2 separate regions of the Bombyx mori genome follow, and region 1 is linked to region 2. Evidence: chromatin contacts called from public Hi-C data. All regions are on one chromosome and are shown on one strand. Each heading gives the region's core, a stretch centred on a gene start, on an enhancer-like site or on the middle of the called end of the contact. The rest is flanking DNA. Distances are from core to core; before and after follow the strand shown.

What was found. A called contact is a pair of places that touch in the nucleus more often than the background predicts.
Region 1: a Hi-C map of posterior silk gland shows a contact between it and region 2, with 2.5 times the contacts expected there. The contact joins the promoter of G3pdh-1 here to the promoter of LOC101740676 in region 2. A contact is called at or near these places in 2 of 7 Hi-C or Micro-C datasets (middle silk gland and posterior silk gland).

What each region holds. Positions count from the first base shown.
Region 1 is chr9:6,652,273-6,656,031 of ASM3026992v2, reverse strand. G3pdh-1 (glycerol-3-phosphate dehydrogenase-1) reads left to right here and starts at 1,760. Exons shown (of 9, transcript NM_001043505.1): 1 at 1,760-1,907; 2 at 2,132-2,309; 3 at 3,520-3,660. The coding sequence starts at 1,855.
Region 2 is chr9:6,338,354-6,342,597 of ASM3026992v2, reverse strand. It overlaps LOC101740676 (F-box only protein 28), which reads right to left and starts at 1,920. Exons shown (of 8, transcript XM_004925152.5): 1 at 1,802-1,920; 2 at 1,187-1,496; 3 at 774-1,022; 4 at 329-524. The coding sequence starts at 1,462. It overlaps LOC101741000 (max-like protein X), which reads left to right and starts at 3,777. Exons shown (of 5, transcript XM_004925154.5): 1 at 3,777-4,244.

The DNA.
Region 1 (3,759 bases), core at 511-3,010, 310 kb before region 2:
ATTTGAAAGACCAACTAGCAAAGCCAAGGGATTTTAGACTAAACAGCTTTTAATAGAGTTTTTATACAAAAAACCTGTAAAATATTAGTTATGGACGAAATAAAAGTTCTTATTTTGTTATTTGGAAATGAGTGAAAACCATATAGAAACACGCAGACTTATTATAAATTTATGTTTTTCTATTAGATCATAGATTAAACAACATCTTGTAAAAGTAAAAATTGCGAAAAATATAATAAATTGAATTGTTTTAGCAGTACTGAGTATCTGTTACCATTTGAATACTTTCTAATCAAAATGTTTATTTTCCTTTAAGATAAAAAAGAAGGATGCTATATTTCCTATTTATAATAATAACATTTATCATGAAGTTGTTTTAAATGATTGATTATAGCGTTTCAGTTTAAAGAAAAAGAAATATTTATCATAATTATCAGCACAGTTTTGGGACAGTAACAAAACAAGAATCTTGGATAACAAAATTGGAAATGTAAGGCTTAGCATACACACTATGACACACATTGATCATAAAATGAAAACAATGAGGGAATGCATATAGAGTCCCTTCTTTATTTCGCCTGGTCGTGTTTTATGTAATTAACACCACAGTTGGAACAATATAAATTTTATTGTTGTAGCGGCATAAAGTAATTACATTAAATTAGTTATTTAACTCATTATAAATTATTTTTATGTTTTTCATATTTGGCGGTAAAAAGGTCGTGTCACAGACTATATTCTGTTTCCCACAACTCGTGCGTTCCGGCTTACGCATCATAAAAAGGTGCGTACTTAAACGCCACAACAAAATAAGTAAAAATCAAAACAAAAATTAAATAATTATTGCAAATATTATTCCAAAATCTAAACTTTCATTGAGGAAACAAATAAAAACTTAAACCTTCTAATTATTATTTTTTTCCCTACCTAAGCGGAGAGCCTTGAAAGGCTATTTCAGCGTAACCTTAACTAGTCGGTGAGCTCATGGGGCTCAAACCTGACAACGTTGCTAACACGAACCCTAGCAAGAGCCGTGCTTCGCAGAATCTACCACCCCATCGGAAACGTGACCCACTGAGAAGATCCGGCGAGAAACTCAGTGGGCTGTGTCTGAGGGTTAATTTACTCGTCGAGCCCTTCGTCGCAAGCGACGGGTTCGACGAGTAAATTAACCCGGAACGATGACCGGTGTTTGAGGTACCTAATAGCACCGTTAGTGGATCGGGAGGATCCGAAAGGACGTGTTTGGGGTGACGTCGACTGCTTTCCATTCTGTCCGTAGGATCGGGAATGTAGTTACCGGCGACCACGATGAGAGGGTTTTCATGTCGTGCCGCTTAATCGAAGTGGGCTTCTAATTAATCAGTTGAGTCTTCATTATACCTAGTCTTGCATAAATACTGAGACAAAGGAAAAAGAAAAATCTATTGCAAATTACACTTATTACTTTTACAGTGTATTAGTTTAATACATAAATATAAAACAATTTAAAGTATAAAAAGCTTATTCGAAGTGGTCTCCATGTACAACGTTAATTTAGACCTCAAATTATAATTAAATGTATTATTTATTCTTCCTAATTATATTAATCCTAATCCAATTTTCCTGCCTAAGCCTTATCTAACTTATATTTTCTGATTTGCTTTTTGCTTCCTAACCTTTATTTTGAAAGTGGCAAATAACACTTGGTGTTGGGTCCAAAAAGAAAAAAAAAACCTAACATTATCATTATCAGAAGTGTCAGTGCAGTGCAGTCTTTATCAGTTATTAGACATAAACTAGGGGAGTCGTGCCTTTTCTAAATTCGTAACATATTAATTTAAATATTTTGTCCGCGATTGTAATATTTTAGATATGGCAGATAAACAGCCAAAGAACAAAGTTTGCATCGTTGGATCGGGAAACTGGTGGGCAATTTTTTTTATTAACATCATAAAAATGCGAAATTCTATTTTACATCACCGAAGCACGGAACTAAGTGTATAACGTAAATGACCTTAAATGTTATGCTGATGACATAATATCGAAACGATGAAATCTCTGAAAAATGACAACATAAACATGCTCAAGAATATATTCCATTGTGGTCATTACTTGGTCATTATATACCTATTTACAATATTTTTTACAGGGGTTCTGCTATTGCGAAAATTGTTGGTCGAAATGCTGCGAGTCTATCAAATTTTGAGGATAGAGTTACAATGTGGGTGTATGAAGAAATAATTGAAGGAAAGAAGTTAACTGAAATAATCAATGAAACTCATGAAAATGTTAAATACCTGCCTGGCCACAAATTGCCTTCTAATGTTGTAAGTAAAAAAAAGTTCATAAATAATACAACAATGAAAATTTACTGCTATTGTCTAAATAAGGATGTCAGGGGATTCTATTCTTACTGTTCTTACTATACTCAAAATGGAAATTGTAATAAACCCACACTGGATTCTATTTAGACAGATAGGCCATTGTATGCAAGTTGGTGTCTCAGAGGACTCATAGCTTTTTTTAAGTATTTATTATGGTAATTACCTACAATCTCTGACCCACCTTGTTTCGGAAGTCAAGCAAACTTTTGTTGACACTATCAAGAAGCTGATTGAATAATTAAGGTGTTAACCTTATGTTTATGATTTTTATTTGATATTCTTAACTAAAACTTCACTAAAGCTTCTTAAAATTAGATATTGAAACTTTGTATTAAGAATCTTCAATGGAGGGTAAAGGAGAATCATTGCATATGATCAAACTGAAGAATAGAAGAATTATTGGTAGTAAGGTGTCTTGTGGGCCAGATGGTATGTGAAAAAAATGATTTGTAGAAGCACATTGTCAAGGACACAGAGATCATATATAGTAGCAATGAACTCTATTCTAGCAATATGTGGTTTGATGATAAAAAGGAGATAACACAATCATCTCAAATAACTCTTCAAAGCTCTTCAATTGTACACAAATATATATGGGTGTGTACAGTTGTAGACCAGACAAGTAGTTGGTACATACTCCCTGTTTGCATGGAGGATTGGAACTATATTGATAGTAATTTATTCCCATTTAGTATACTAATAAATAATTTTGCTCAACCAACATATTTTACCACATCATTAGCTTCAAGTCTTGGCTGTAGTCAGAAATTTTGGTAAAATTATTTGGCCTTCAGGTTGCAGTTTTTAGATTAAGTTCAAAAGAAAATAGGCAATGCAAACAACACCTGAACAATACATATATTGTATGTTGGATGTTTCTGAAATAAAACTAATTTGCTAAAATTATTAAATTATTCACTGTCATAATGTTCCTCATTTCTATATATTCCTATATTATCCTATATATTCCTTGTTCTTATTGCAAATTATAAGTAAACTAGTTGAACAATTATATTAAGAAGTACACAGAAAATACTGGTTACTAATTTGTTTAAAGGAATTTAAGATTGTTTTTTAACTTTTTTTAAATTTACATTTACATCGCTTGGTTACCTATTTTAGAAATTATATATTGAACAATAGGTATTTACAGGTTGCTGTTCCAGATGTAGTTGAAGCTGCAAAAGATGCTGATCTTTTAATATTTGTGGTGCCTCATCAATTTGTCAGAACTATCTGCTCTACTTTGCTTGGAAAAATAAAGCCAACTGCAGCTGCTCTGTCTTTGATTAAGGTTAAAAACTAATTTAAATTATACTACCCTCTTAATGAAATAATGTACCAAAACAATTATTTAATAATTGCTTTATTCCAAACTTTGTTATCAGTCTGA
Region 2 (4,244 bases), core at 671-3,170:
GTATCCTTAAGTATCAAGCTTTTGATGAAAAAATCTGTGTTAATAAAATTTGCAAGATCAATCCATTTACTTATACAATTGTACCACTATGTAATTAACATGTCTATTTCTGTACTCAATGACCAGGAAAACCATTTAAACATTATAACACTAATTACAAAAAACAATAGCTTTAGTCACTATTATGATTATTTATACTAAAGTAATTAATTTGGGATGCCTATGAAAGGTCAATTAGTTTTTCAAGTCCTAATCAAACATCAATGATCTTCTGTTTAGAACAGAATATGAAGATAAGTACAAGATTTAAAAATAGTTAAATACTTACGTGAAAATGCTGTGGTGATGTCAAAAAAGTCTGTTCCAAAATATGTAATCTCTGGTAAATTTGGTTCTATATGTTCTTTAAAGTACTCCATAGCCATTGTTGTCAAATCAAAGAGCTCATCGGTTACTTTGTATGGCCTTGCCAGTTTAGTTGTTATTTTAAGATAAGACAAAATACTGTATACTTCATCTAATATCTAAAGACAAAATATACAAATCAGATCATGAATGTTGTAAAGTTCTTTTTAAAGCCCTCTATAACTTGAAAATTCAACTTAAATATAATTCATTCAATAGTAAGTACAAACACTAATAAGAATTATTCTTATCGTGTCAAATTCGCTAAGAAGCTTTGTAATTGAATACAATTATCATTTGAAAATTTTAAATGATGGCTATTAATCATAACCTTGCTACTTTAAGATTTAAGAAGTAACTTTTCTTACCTCTCCTGGAAAAAAGCAACAATGTTTCCTCTCTATATGTTTACCAAAAGTCATTTGTAACAAACTTAATCTCATATGCAAAGTTTCAATAATGTCAGACTCGCAAGCCAATGGATGGCTTCTACGGGCTGATTCTCTTCGAGGCATTTTAGCTTTGATTGAATGGAATCTATGCAACATTTGATTTTGTAAGCGTTGAAATGTTGAATTTAATATCCCACTACATATTGTGTTGAATTGTCGGTTGACCTGCAAGAAATTAATGCACTTGTAATCTCAATAAGTCTACAAAGTGTTTCTTAAATTTATGAAACTACTTATATGATTCAACTAAAATCCTTTGTTTTTTGTTAAAGCTTTTTCATACATTTAAACAAATTTCATACTCTAACCAATAAGTTGGAAATACTAACCATTCTAAGATGAGAAACAGATTTAAATCCCAGATAACAAAATATTTTCTCGATAACTTCAATGGGCAAATCCATTAAATTGGTATTATAAGTCTTTGCAGGCACTACAACGGTGCACTTAGCAGTGCTAGAGTGCGGCGATGAGCCTCCCGGCATCAAGGCGCTAGAATGTCGTGTCACCCGGGACACGGACACAGATTCCGCGTGTGATGGGCCTGCACCATCACTGCTTCCGTTACCACCCCCAACGCTACTCATTTGCCTCGTCGATACCATTTTCCCCAGTTTTGACTTTAAGAGTGTCTGAAAACTAAGCTTTCCATTAGTTAAACCTCCGCTGTAATATTTCGATAATAGACAAATTATTTAATTTAGCATTATTCCTGTTTATTTTTTAATTTAAAATTCAACAATATAAAGACAAATTCAGTCAAAAAATATATACATCAATGAATGTGTTTCACACAACAAAAATAAATTACTTTGAACACCACCGAGTAAATTCTAAAATGGTGGCCATGGATGACTAGATCAGTACCTAATCACTTGAAAATATTGTTTTTATTTAAACACATGGTGTGAATAACTATGTAAAGAATAGCAAAATTCACCCACTCAACAATTCCTATACATTTTTTGAGGAATAATTAAATAGTTTTTCTCTAAACTAATTTTACAATGGGATGCAGTACTTTCAACGGAGCTACGCTTTCACGAAATTGTTTTTTTTGCCCTTGTTTTTTGTTCTTATTTACCTACGGCCATCGGCTACCTAACCTTTTAGTCAATCTTCGCTCCTTGTAAAAGGTGAAAATTTACTAACATTTCTATGAATTTTAGGGAAGAATCCGAAAATGCAACGTATAAAAAAAAGTTCTACATTACTGTGTGTGTAAATGAGAAATTACTGTGAGAGTAATAGAAGATACGCCATATTATTTTGCATGAAGTAAAAAGGAAGCCAGGCGGGTGCAACGCACAGGTTGATATTATTGCCTATGTACACAGAATTGTAATAGTGGGCTAACACAAAAGATTACAGTTTTTTTGGACACATTTGAAAATATCCAAAACAGATTTGCTGCCCGTGTTTATAAAAATTCGTCGTGTTTATAAAAATCTTCCATTGTTACTATTATCCACTGGAATCAGAAGAGATGAAAGTCCTAGTAATATAATGAAAATTTGCTGAGAGATTCTTGGACTTTTACTCCAGTGACTTTGATTCATTTTCTCACATTTATGCACTTTCGCGGATGCTAAGCCATTAAAAGGCTACTATTATATCACGTTTAAAACCAAAGAAACACTAAATAAGCAAAGAAAAAACTTACATCACATTAAAAATCTACATTTATAAACATAACATAAATAATAATAATAATAATTAATAAATAATATTAGGAGAACATTAGTCAGTCGATGGTTGAATGCAAATATAAATAAATTATTTTCTATTTAAGTATTACGTTTTTCTTGGGTTTTTTTTTCAAATCGTTGTTACTTTTGTTTTTGTTTTACGTTTTACTTTAATTATTTAATTCTAGGCGTTGCGACGCCACAATCGTTTGTAGTTATTTAAATACGGAGACGTTTAAATGGTGTTTAGTTGTAAGGTTAGATTTTATATGGTTTAAGTTCACTGTTTGTCTTCCAAATAAAATAAAATAATATATAAATAAATATACAATTATATAATATATATAAATAAATAAATTTCCACCCTTTATATTTATATTATTATTATTATACTTCATTTTAGCTCAACTTGCTTAATTCCAATTCATTACATATTCGCATTAATCAATTTTAGAAGATTAGCAAATTTTCTAATATTTAACAGCCGAAAAGTGAATTCATATATAAATAAATGTAGATTCCTTTAAAATGCAACAATTTGCAACATTTTAAAAATACAACACCACGGCTTTCATACATAATATGGTGAATATTACTAATTTTTTTCTTTATACTATACTTATTTTACTCTTGTACGTTATTTGATAAACATTCGGCTCATCTGATGCTATGTTGTTATCGCAGCGGAACTCATTCTTTGATATTATTATGTGAATAAACAGCTTTGACATATGAAGGACAAATCCTGGGCCTCCTATCCTGTTTGAAACAAGAATTAGTGCCCATCATTCAACACGCACGCTAAGCACGCCAGTAACTTCGATTGGAGTTAGATTCTACTAATTCAATAAAAAAGATGTAAGACGAAATTTAACTCGTAAGAACTCTGTATGTTGTGACTGTCGTCAGTATGTGTTTATTTAATAAACTGATATCACATGTTAATTTTTGAGAAACACTGCCTAGAACTTTTGGCTTTTTAAGCCCTTTCTAGGACACCCTTTATAATATATAATAATAAATAAATAAATATAACTAGCACTACTACAACATTAATTTATGCATAATTTTGAAGATTTTATAAGCTTGATTAAATTAAAATTACTCATATGTGTATTTTCTGTTGCTTGCAGAACTGGCATCATGAGCAGTCGATTGCCATATTGAAAAAAGAAAATGTTGACGTTGACAGTCATCTGTGCTGTGACATAAATATTTTAAACGTTGACTTTTTGGCGGGAATGCGAGGAGTGAAGTTGTGTGATTTGATTCATTTTGTCTATTTAGTGTTTCTTAAGATTTAAATGTGTAATAACGGTGGTTTATTAACTGTTCAATATCTATGAAAGTGCACAAATGTGGGAAAACGAAACAAAGCCGCCGGACGCAACTTCTCGAGATCCTCCAAAATGTCCACTGAAAAAATCTCAGTAAATGACCACCATTTTACTGAGATTATATTTCAACCCATATCATCTTATTTTATTTCATTTCATCCCAGTTGATTAACGTCTCAAATTAATCATCTTAATTTCATTTCACTCCATATTATCATTTTTCATAAAAATAAGAATATAAAGTAAAGTAAGACATGACCTAAAGGTCTTAGTTACCAGGTCATAAAATCCCTTAAAAAAATAATTTTAAACGTAATTCTCGTACCTACCTATGTAGGTACTTATGTACGTAATTGTACCAA